2 separate regions of the Bombyx mori genome follow, and region 2 is linked to region 1. A link is a contact called in public Hi-C data. All regions are on one chromosome and are shown on one strand. The core of a region is the stretch at or near the end of the contact, and the rest is flanking DNA. Distances in the headings are between cores, read along the strand shown. Region 1 overlaps LOC101744565 (mucin-5AC). Region 2 overlaps LOC101744565 (mucin-5AC).

The links. A called contact is a pair of places that touch in the nucleus more often than the background predicts.
Region 2: a Hi-C map of posterior silk gland shows a contact between it and region 1, with 1.5 times the contacts expected there. The contact joins two enhancer-like sites. A contact is called at or near these places in 4 of 7 Hi-C or Micro-C datasets (middle silk gland, posterior silk gland and whole pupa).

Annotation. Positions count from the first base shown.
Region 1 is chr16:1,978,757-1,984,277 of ASM3026992v2, forward strand. It overlaps LOC101744565 (mucin-5AC), which reads left to right. Exons shown (of 31, transcript XM_038016529.2): 9 at 1,142-1,349; 10 at 2,645-2,819; 11 at 3,969-4,114; 12 at 4,515-4,632. Among protein-coding and RNA genes, the nearest start is that of LOC101744272, 61 kb to the right of the region's middle. Within about 2 kb of position 1,320, at least 2 of the 8 cell types and tissues checked have open chromatin away from gene starts, as enhancers often do.
Region 2 is chr16:2,012,060-2,017,326 of ASM3026992v2, forward strand. It overlaps LOC101744565 (mucin-5AC), which reads left to right. Exons shown (of 31, transcript XM_038016529.2): 19 at 1-283; 20 at 711-998; 21 at 3,254-3,571; 22 at 4,726-5,077. Among protein-coding and RNA genes, the nearest start is that of LOC101744272, 28 kb to the right of the region's middle. Within about 2 kb of position 3,457, at least 5 of the 8 cell types and tissues checked have open chromatin away from gene starts, as enhancers often do.

The DNA.
Region 1 (5,521 bases), core at 70-2,569:
TTTTTGATAAATTGTGTTTTTTAGAAATTACTAGCTGTACCCGTCCGCTTCGTTGGGCATTTAAAATTAACATTATTATTTCTCACCCTCACAAAGATTCTCATCATTAACGCCCCCGCAACTGGTGTAGGGAGTCCAATACTCATATAAATATTAGCCTATCCATTGAGTACATGTATTTTCTACATGGATACCAAGTTTCAAGTCAGTCGGATGCATGGTTCAGTAGTTATAACAGAACATCCGTAAAAACCACTGTAGATTTATATATTAGTATAGATGTATATACAAGAATTGCCCGTTTAAAGATATAAGATTTATACGCTGCAGCTCCGCCGATGGTGTTAAATCACGCTTATTACCATCGCACTCCCCATCACCATATAGAAGGAACCAAAGAGTATCCAGATAACCGTCACTATACAATGAAATATCTTTTATTACATTTTGTAAAAGCTGTGAGTAATTTGTAAAGTGACAGCGAAATTAACTTTTTAAAAATCGGGCAGGCTTGCGTGTGCCTTGACAGATGTTCTCCATAGCTCGCGAACTGAAGGTTGACGCACGCGCTCGTTAAGTGGGGATTTTGGTAAGGTCTTTCACTTGATCAGTCCAGCGCATGGAGCTTCGTCCACGAGATCTTGTACCAGAGACATCCAGATTCAAATAAGTTATTTTTTAAAGTTGGTTTGCGGTCTGGAATCGCGGCGTTCATCGACAGTGCGTTTCCAGAGGTCTTTTTTAAAATAAAACAACGTGATTCAAACTGTAACGGGAAGCGAATGACCGAGCTTTAATAAATCGAATGAAATGAAACAGATTAGTTATTATAACTAAGTATCAGGAGATATCACCAGTAGCATCTGTATTTTGATATATTTACAACATTTTTTACCACATATCATCCGGCTATGGAATGAGCTCCCCTCTACGGTGTTTCCCGAGCTCTATGACATGTCCTTCTTTAAAAGAGGCTTGTGGAGAGTATTATGCGGTAGGCAACGGCCTGGCTCTGCCTCTGGCATTGCTGAGGTCCATGGGTGATGGTAACCAATCACCATCAGGTGGGCCGTACGCTCGTTTGCCTGCAAGGGCAATAAAAAAAAAATGCAGTATACCAAACGTTTTTATAACGATCCAGGTGTTTCCCGAGCTGAGGAAGCAGCGCGAGGAACGCGAGAGGTTCCACCGGCTCGGAGCCAGGGTGAAGTCCGAGGCGGAGCTGGAGGAGTTGGCGGATGGCTTGCACGAGCAGGAGCATGAGGACAAGAAGATGAGGGCGCTCACCGTGGTGCCGCCGCTCCGCCGGGACCCGCTCGACACCACGCCGATCTACCTGGACACCAACAGTTAGTGTCGACTCTCCAGACTTTACCTACGCTTTAAGTATAGGTAGGCAGCGGCTTGGCTCTGCCCCTGGGCATTGCTGACGTCCATGAGCGACGGTAACCACTTACCATCAGGTGGGTCGTATGCCCGTCTGCCTGCTCGGGCAATAAAATAAAAGTATAGGGATGAATCCGGTATTCAAGTCGTCGTGGCCTAAAGGATAAGACGTCCGGTGCATTCGTATGTAGCGATGCACCGGTGTTCGAATCCCGCAGGCGGGTACCAATTTTTCTAGTGAAATACGTACTTAACGTTCACGATTGATTTCCACGCTGAAGGAATAACGTCATCGTGTAATAAAAATCAAACCCGCAACATTATAAACCGCGCGAGTAGGTACCAACACCCGCCTATTTCTGCCGTGAAGCAGTAATGCGTTTCGGCTTGACGGGTGGGGCAGCGCAAAGCCGCGGTCGCCCGAAACATGTCTTGTCATCCCCCGGATTCACTCTCGGTGCACATAGGAACCTCAAGCACTGGTCGCCGTCACTTCGCCATTCGACTAACTAACTAACCCATCGCCACCGGATCTTCTCAGTGGGTCGCGTGTCCGATCCGGTGGTAGATTCTGCGAAGAACTGCTCTCGCTACGGCTAGTGTTAGCAAATTCACTCAGGTTGAGCCCGTGAGCTCACCCACTCGTCTGCGAGAAGTTGATACAGTTCCTTAAGTTACCAGCCAATAGGTATTTATTTATTTATTGCATAGATGGGTGGACGAACTCACAGCCCACCTGGTGTTAAGTGGTTACCGGAGCCCATAGACATCTACATCGTAAATACCGCCACCCAACTTGAGATATGAGTTCTAAGATCTCAGTCTAGTTACAACAGCTGCCCGGCCTTTAAATCCGAAACGCATTACTGCTTCACGGCCGAAATAGGCAGGGTGGTGGCACCTACCCGTGCGGACTCACAAGTGGTCCTACCACCAGTAATAAATTACCTGTTAGGATTTGGTGCGGTAAAATCATGAAGTTACCTCGCACGGATAGGTACCACCATACCGCCTATTTCTGTCGCGAAACAGTCATACATTCCGTTCGGAAGGGCACAGGACAGATGATACGTAATACAATTCAAATCTCGACCTCATGCCTCATGTCTCAAGCGTTGTTTTCATAAAAGTTTAATTGTTTGAAAACATAAGAATATTCCGATCATCATCAAAGATGCTTGAATGAATGTGCCCAAAAACAAGTGTTATACCATAAAGCCATGCCGATGATTGAACATGTCCAATAACCCGAATTTAGCCTTGATCCCGGGAAGGTGTCTCGACATGAAGTCGGAGCACAAGGAGCTACAGCTCCGCAACATCTGGTCGCAGAACGAGAGGGAGCTCTTCAGGGAGAAGTACCTTCAGCACCCCAAGAACTTCGGAACGATAGCCTCGTTCTTACCCAGGAAGAATGTCAGAGACTGCGTAAGGTTAGTGCGTTGGCTATTCTAAATAGAGAACCGGGAAAATGTACATACAATCTTTGCGAAGCTCGTCTGCACGCAACGCATTACGTGTGACGTCATTTGGGGCTAATAATAATGAGCTAATCGTAGATCGTGCACTAATTGTATATAACCCTTAGCCTCATATGACATCACGCACTGTCATTGGCATTGAGTTTGGTCTGAGATCAGGGCTCGTATAGTGTTTTTTTTTTTAGCTAAGATGGGTGTAAGAGCTCACAGCCCACCTGGTGTTAAGTGGTTACTGGAGCCTATGGACATCTAGAACGTAAATGCGCCACCCACCTTGAGATATAAGTTCTAAAATCTCAGTACAGTTACAACGGCTGTCCCACCCTTCAAACCGAAACGCGTTACTGCTTCACGGCAGAAATAGGCGGGGCGGTGGTACCTACCAGCGTGGAATCACAAGAGGTCCTACCACCAGTAAAAAACATTACGCATTTGCATTACGGGTGACCTCATTTGGGGCTAACACATGTGATAAGCTAATCGTTGATCGTACCCTAATTGTATATAACCCTTAGCCACATATGACATCACGCGCTGTGATTGTTTAATGGAACCCATAGAGATCACAATATGAACGTCTGATTTGAAGTCTCAATTCTATTCTATAAAGATCATGCGTACCTTCCAAACCAAAACTCATAACTGCTTCGTGGCAGGAATAAACAGGATGGTGGACAATTCATTCCAGACAATTCCTTTGCAGACTTAAAATACTCCTTACCAGTAACATAAGTTTATGTGTATATATATATATTTTTTTTTGTAGTGATCGCTTCAATCTGTAACCAGCAGCTTGTTTATATCTGTTGCGAACAAATCAATCCTTCTAGTTTGATTAATGCATTTAAGTCATCAATATTATGCTTCAAGTTGGATATACCTTTGAAGGTGGATCAGCTGACACGAGGGTGTCGTCAGCTAGCCCATTAAGCCCCTGGTTTCCGTATAAAGTTGTGTTCTAAAGACATTTAAATTTGTATGCGGTAGCGCCCCTAACGGCAAACGCAGGCAAACGTTCCAACTGGATACAAATTCGAGTTAACTTTTACGCTATCGAGAACGTTAAAACACTCGCACTAAGCGCATAAGTGTCGTGTACAGATTCTACTATTTATCGAAGAAGTCTGAGAACTACAAGCAGCTGCTGCGCAAGCCCCGGCAGCGTCGCTCGACGCGGAACCCGCAGCGCGCCGCCCCGGAGCCCGACCTGCCCGCCGGCGTCACCACGCGGTTGCAGCGCTCCCAGGGTAACCACCACACCCACCTCCCACCACTATTCCTCACTTACCTAACTACAGCTAGAGACATGCTTTCTATAAAGCCAATGATTATCTAGAAGATTGCACAAAGTGGGAATGAGTTGCTCGAACCCATCGCTTGCGACGAAGGGCTCGACGAGCAAATTAACCTATAGATACAGCACACTGAGTTTCTCGCCGGATCTTCTCAGTGGGTCGCGTTTCCGATAAGGTATTAAATTCTGCGAAGCACTGCTCTTGTTAGGGCCAGTGTTAGCACCACTCCGGTTTGAGCCACGTGAGCCCACCTACACGTAAAGGTGAAGCTGAAATAGCCTCTAAGGCTATCAGCATAGGTAGTAAAAAAAAGTAAACCAATTTTGAGTATGAAATTTGTCTGTATGTCTAGGAGCTCGTTGTGCAGACGTGAAGGAACCGGCGATGGAGGAAGGCGCGGGTGCGGTATTGATCCCGGAGCCCTCCGCCGTGCCGCTTCCGGCCGGTGCTGCGCCCTCACAGCCACTCAGGTACGGACTCAACTACTTCCACAATGCGCACAAGTACTCACGGAGGTTTTTAAGTGCCCACACTACAAAGTACCCTCTGATACACATAATATCACACGTACTCACGAATACTCACAAGAACTTCAAATCAAATCATTTATTTCAATTTGTCTGTCACCATATCAATTGTCAACAATGCATGTTAATTAGGCTGGTGCCAAAAAGAGCAACCGCTTCTTGGACCAAAAAAATTATTTCCAACAACAGGCTTCCGTTATGAATATTAGCAGCTCATCATCAGACCAGCTCAGCACCAGCATAATATCAGTGTCATCTGAAATACGTACACATGCGAACACAGAAATCGCAAATGGTTGAAGTGTTTATTTGTAGAATAAATATTGGCTGATACAAAAACCAAACCAAAACCTTGTAAACATTGGGTTGCGTGTTAACCTCGGATTGAGAGCTTTATTAAGGTGGAGGACAGATGAGAGCGAGGAAAAGCTTACTTTCGTCTCGAAATTGAAGGAATAAGACTAAAAGTCGAAAGCGAAAACACGGGAAGTAGTCATTGTGTCGGTCCGCATTATACATATAATACTATTTGCTTTGTCGGACCACTAGATATCATGGATGAACCTAAGCCGACCTGATAATTTGGCATTTGGGACCTTTTTCTATCTAAGCATACAACAAAGAAACATATGAGAAATTATACCCCTAAGGGGGGAAGCTTTGTCATTTTCAAAATGAGGACCACGAATTTTTATGTACCGAAAATATGTCACGAAAATTGGACCAGTTATTGTTGGCACTCCCAGAACGGCTTCTGTGACAATACCGTCAAGATATAACAGATAGATAACGCGCGAGTAGATTTAGGTTTTTTACCTTAACCTAACTGGGG
Region 2 (5,267 bases), core at 2,207-4,706, 35 kb after region 1:
CAGCACGTCCACGGCGAGCCCCCTCACGCCGACCGCCCCCGCCACCACGGGCAACGTGACCACCTCGCCCATCACCTCCATAGCCACGAGCGTGCTGACCACGGCCGGCGGCTCGACCGTGCTCACACCGGTGAGCGGGCCCGGCGTGCTCAGCAGCACGGGCAGCGCGCTGCGGTCCACGGGCGCCGCCCCGCAGACCGTCAGGGACGTCGTGCTCAACATCATAGAGTTCAGTCTCACGAGGGAATCGCAGCCTCCGCCCATTAAATCTCATCATCTTAAGGTGAGCTTGTTTTTAAATATTAGTATATATTTTTCGATGTATCGTCGTTGTCAAACCAAAATCTGCTATGTGCACTTTTTGAGAGTTTTACGATTTGACCTTTTCGTATAGTTCACAGCCCTGTCTACCGTATAAAAAAAACTGTTATGTGTCCTATAGCTTTAATATTTATCTATAGCTTTCATTTAATATAGTTCTTAAAAATTCACTTTCATATAAAATTTTATACGAAAATGTTTTTACCCGTTAATTCAAAATAGATAATAATAATATAAAATTAATAATTTTGCACATAGCAGATTTTGGTTTGACGGCGACGATATGAATTCTTGTGTAGTATTTTTTTATTCTTGGAGTAATTACAGAAAATTGGTGTATGTACTAAACTTTATTGGTATCTCGTCTCATCCGTGCCTTCGTTCGGTAGACTCCGTCATCGACGCCGAACAGATCGAGCAACGACAGCCTGGCGACCCTCACGGTGGTGAACAGCAGTCACGGCGGCCACGGTGGGCACGGTGGTCACGGTGGTCACGGCGGCCACGGCAGCCCGTCGCCCCGCTCCCCGCGCCCCACGGCCACCATCACGCCGGTGTCCGGGGACAAGGACGGCGTGGTGGTGCTCATCGAGCCCCGCCCGGACTCGCTGCTGGACCTCACCGTCAAGAGGACCGACAGGAGGTCCGACCTCGCCTTCCCGACGCCTGCTAAGACGGTAAGTCTACTTTTAGTCTTGACGACATTATTAACATTATACATACAAAAATAAATTGTAAAAATGTATATACCTAGGCGGCACTGAAAATTTCGGGAATTAACGAAGTGACACAACGTTACTATTTAAAAATGTATTTATTGCTTTTCGAAGTATTCTCCGCGAAATTTGACACATTTTTCCATACGATGGAACCAATCATTGAAGCAACCATTCCATTCGGAAGTTGGGGTCTCCAAAATGGCCGTTTTGTAGGCGTCCACAGCTTCTTCAGGTGATGAAAATCTCTGTCCACGCAATTTATTCTTTATTTTAGGGAAAGTATAGAAATCATTAGGGCTTAGGTCGGGGCTGTACGGCGGATGGTCTAATAATTCTAGGTTTTCTTGCTCTAAAAACTCTTTTGTTCTGTGCGCGGTGTGAGAACTCGCATTGTCGTGATGGAGGATGATGCGGCGGTTGCAGTTCTCTTTACGGAGTTCAGAACCGACCTGTGGCAAACAAATGCTAGCATACCATTCTGCATTAACCGTTCTTTGTCCCTCAAGAGGAATAGTCGTAACATGGCCGGTTTTGGAGACAAACGTGGCCACCATTTTTTTTGCAACACTCCGTGAACGAACAATTTTTGTTGGCTTTAACTCATTTTCGAACACCCAAACTCGTGACTGATTTTTTGTTTCGGGTTCGTACGCGTATATCCAGGATTCGTCACCTGATACAATGTTGTATACAGCATTTGAGGATCCTGCGTGGAATCTTTCGAGAGTTCTGACGCATCAAGTAACGCGAGCCGCTTTTTGCTCTTCACAGAGCGAATGCGGTATCCATCGGGAAAACAACTTTTTTACACCTAATTGTTCATGCAAGATTATTTGTATTTGACTTATGCCAATGTCTAAAGTTCCCTGAATTTCGCGGTATGTCACATGTCGATCTTCCTCAATCAGCTTACGCACAGCATCAACATTTTCTTGGTTGACTGCAGTTTTTGGACGACCTTACGGGGATCATCACTGAGCTTGACACGTCCACGTTGAAACTCAGCAAACCAGCGATAAATTGTGGTTTTGGATGGGGCTTCATCACCAAATGCAGAAATCATCCGGTCATCACACTGTTTTTGTGTTAAACCACTTCGAAAGTCATAATAAATCATCGCTCTTGAATTTTCTCGGGTCAATTCCATTTTCTCAACGACTAAACAAGTTTGACAAAACCTCGTGACAAGACCGAGAATCTTTTTTTAAATAAATAAATGGTATTCGATTTTTAAAACCAAGGAGTTTTCACTTAAAAAGATTTTAATATGACAGGAACAGTGGAAATATTCCATTCCCGATACTTTTAGTGCAGCCCTCGTATATCGACGCTTGAAAGACAAACGTGACTAAGCGACAATGCGTGAACTTTACAGTAGACTATTCTAAAGTTGAAATACCTGAAAAAAATTATATTTTAACGAATCTAGCTGTAGGATTGAAATTATTTTAATAGACCTAGAAATATATATATATTTTTTTGCGCATCGAATATGGTTATTGCCTATCATTTATGTACAAAGCAGTTATTGTCGCTTGGTCACGTTTGCCTTTCAAGAGTCGGTATATATATATTTATTGCTTTTACATGGGTGGATGAGCTTACAGCCCACCTGGTGTTAAGTGGTTACTGGAGCCCATAGACATCTACAACGTAAATGCGACACCCATCTTGAGATATAAGTTCTAAGGTCTCAGTATAGTTGCAACGGCTGCCCCACCCTTCAAACCGAAACGCATTACTGTTTCACGGCAGAAAATAGACGGGGTGCTGGCACCTACCCGCGCGGACTCAAAAAATTGTATATTGAGAATACGTTTGAGAATACATCTGTGATCCTGTCAGTCTAACGTCGATAGAGTAGTAAGTAGGACTCTGTGTGAAGACTAAACTAGAAAAGCATTGATTATTAATACTACAGAGAAATGGTGTTCCATAAAGTGTATGTTTCTTCTTTTGGTGTTTATTTTGTTTCATCCATTATCAGTTCTATGATTTGTATTTTATTGTCTCATAATAAAAATATAAAAAATACATACTTTAAAATTATTATTATTACTAATCGTCTATATTTGAAATACATTACCTATTATTATTAATCACCGTATATTCTTCGTAATAATAGATCGGTGGCTGCGTCTACAACTCTAGCCATCAGTAATTATCGATATAATCGAATACACAAATAAAATTTTCATGTTTTAATTCAACAGAACGCGTACAGAAATTCCGAATACGCTCAGTACAGAAGCGAAAGAGAATCTCCTAATCAATACAGCACTAAGAAGGTCATCATGAACTCCAGTGTGAGAGCCCTGAAGAACGTGACAAATCCGAAGGGGTCCATCACCCTGGGCACGCCGGTCGAGACCAGATACGAGCCCAAGGCCGGGTCCATCACGGCCGGCACGCCCGTCCACCCGCACCACCTGCACGACAAGAAGTTCGACCAGTACTACAAGAGGCGGAGCCCCGGCGGCGCCGCCTACTACGCCGCTCAGCCTCGGCCGCAGTCGCCCTCGTTCTCGCAGGTACTTACGGGTGGTCTATTACCTTAAATTAACGACAGAGTCAGCTGATTCTGGGCAGTTACCGGAACTCTAGGAGGTCACAACAAAGATGCTGGAAACTTACTTTGCTGGTGGTAGGACCTTTTGTGAGTCCGCGCGGGTAGGTACCACCACCCTGCCTCTTTCTGCCGCGAAGCAGTAATGCGTTTCGGTTTGAAGGGTGGGGCAGCTGTTGTAATTATACTGAGACCTTAGAACTTATATCTCAAGGTGCGTGGCGCATCTACGTTGTATATGTCTAAGGGCTCCAGTAAGCACTTAGCACCAGGTAGGCTGTGAGCTCGTCCATCCATCTCAGCATTAAAAAAAAACGTGAAAGGGGGCGGGATGTTTGAGTAATCCTAAAATATATGACGGATTGGCTGGTTTCGTGGTATTTTTAAAATGATGACGTCAGCGTCACTAATGCTATTATCCTCATCATTATCGTTGTCTTCCGTAGTGGTGGTGATTAAGACTAATTTTCTCAATGAATTCCATTTATTGCATTTCAAGTGTACAGCAATATCAACAGAGAGCTCCGCTCCGTTCGACTGCTCGAGTCGGAATGTTTTGTGGTTTTTTTTTTCTTTTTTTTTCTCCTACCTAAGCTGGTAGCCTTGAGAGGCTATTCCAGCGTAACCCTAACTAGTAGGTGAGCTCACGGGGCTCAAACCTGATGACGTTGCTAATACGAACCTTAGCAAGAGCAGTGTTTCGCAGAATCTACCACCGGATCGGAAACGCGACCCATTGAGAAGTTCCGGCGAGAAACTCAGTGGGCTGTGTCTGGGAGTTAATTTACTCGTCGAGCCCTGCGTCGCAAGCGACGGGTTCGACGAGAACGGTGACCGGTGCTTGAAGTACCTAGGAGCACCGTTAGTGGATCGGGAGGATCCGAGATGACGTGTTTTGGGCGACGTCGACTGCTTTCCATTCTGTTGTTTTGTGGGACAACAGTCACTCGTATTTATACTCGTAGTAGAATATTGGGAGTAGCTTAGTCATGAAATCCCTTGAATACCGTCTTAAACAATTGTAACGTTAAGGAAACAGTTATTTATAACTATTTTTAGTTAACTAAATAGTGATGTTGCGCCGAAATATATATTAAAATAAATGTTTCGTTTCCACAGTCCGGCAGCAGCTACGGCCGCAACCCTCACGTGCTGGAGCAGCGCTCGATCATAATGGCGGACTTCATCACCTCCCAGCAGATGCACGCCGGGGCCAGGCGGGAGCGGGCCGACAGCGACTACCCCGCACAGCATCCCGCCCAAACGCAACATCCTGCTCAACATCCTACCCAGCATCCGGCTCAGCATCCAGCTCAGCATCCGAACCAACATCCTGCCCAGCATCCTGCCCAGCATCCTACCCAGCATCCTACCCAACACGCCGCCCCGCACTACTCGCGGCGGGAGCCCGTGTCCGTCATCCAGCGTCACTCCGCGGGCCACGGGCTGTACCCTCACCACGCGCCGCCAGGTATCATCCATCAGCCACTCAGGGTCACTCGACTCACATTCAGTTAAATCTTTAACATACCCGATCATGTGGACAGAATGGTAAACAGTCGACGTCACCCTAAACACGTCATTACGGAACCTCCCGATCCATTAACGGTGCTTTTAGGTACCTCAAGCACCAGTCACTGTCCTCGTCGAACCCGTCGCTT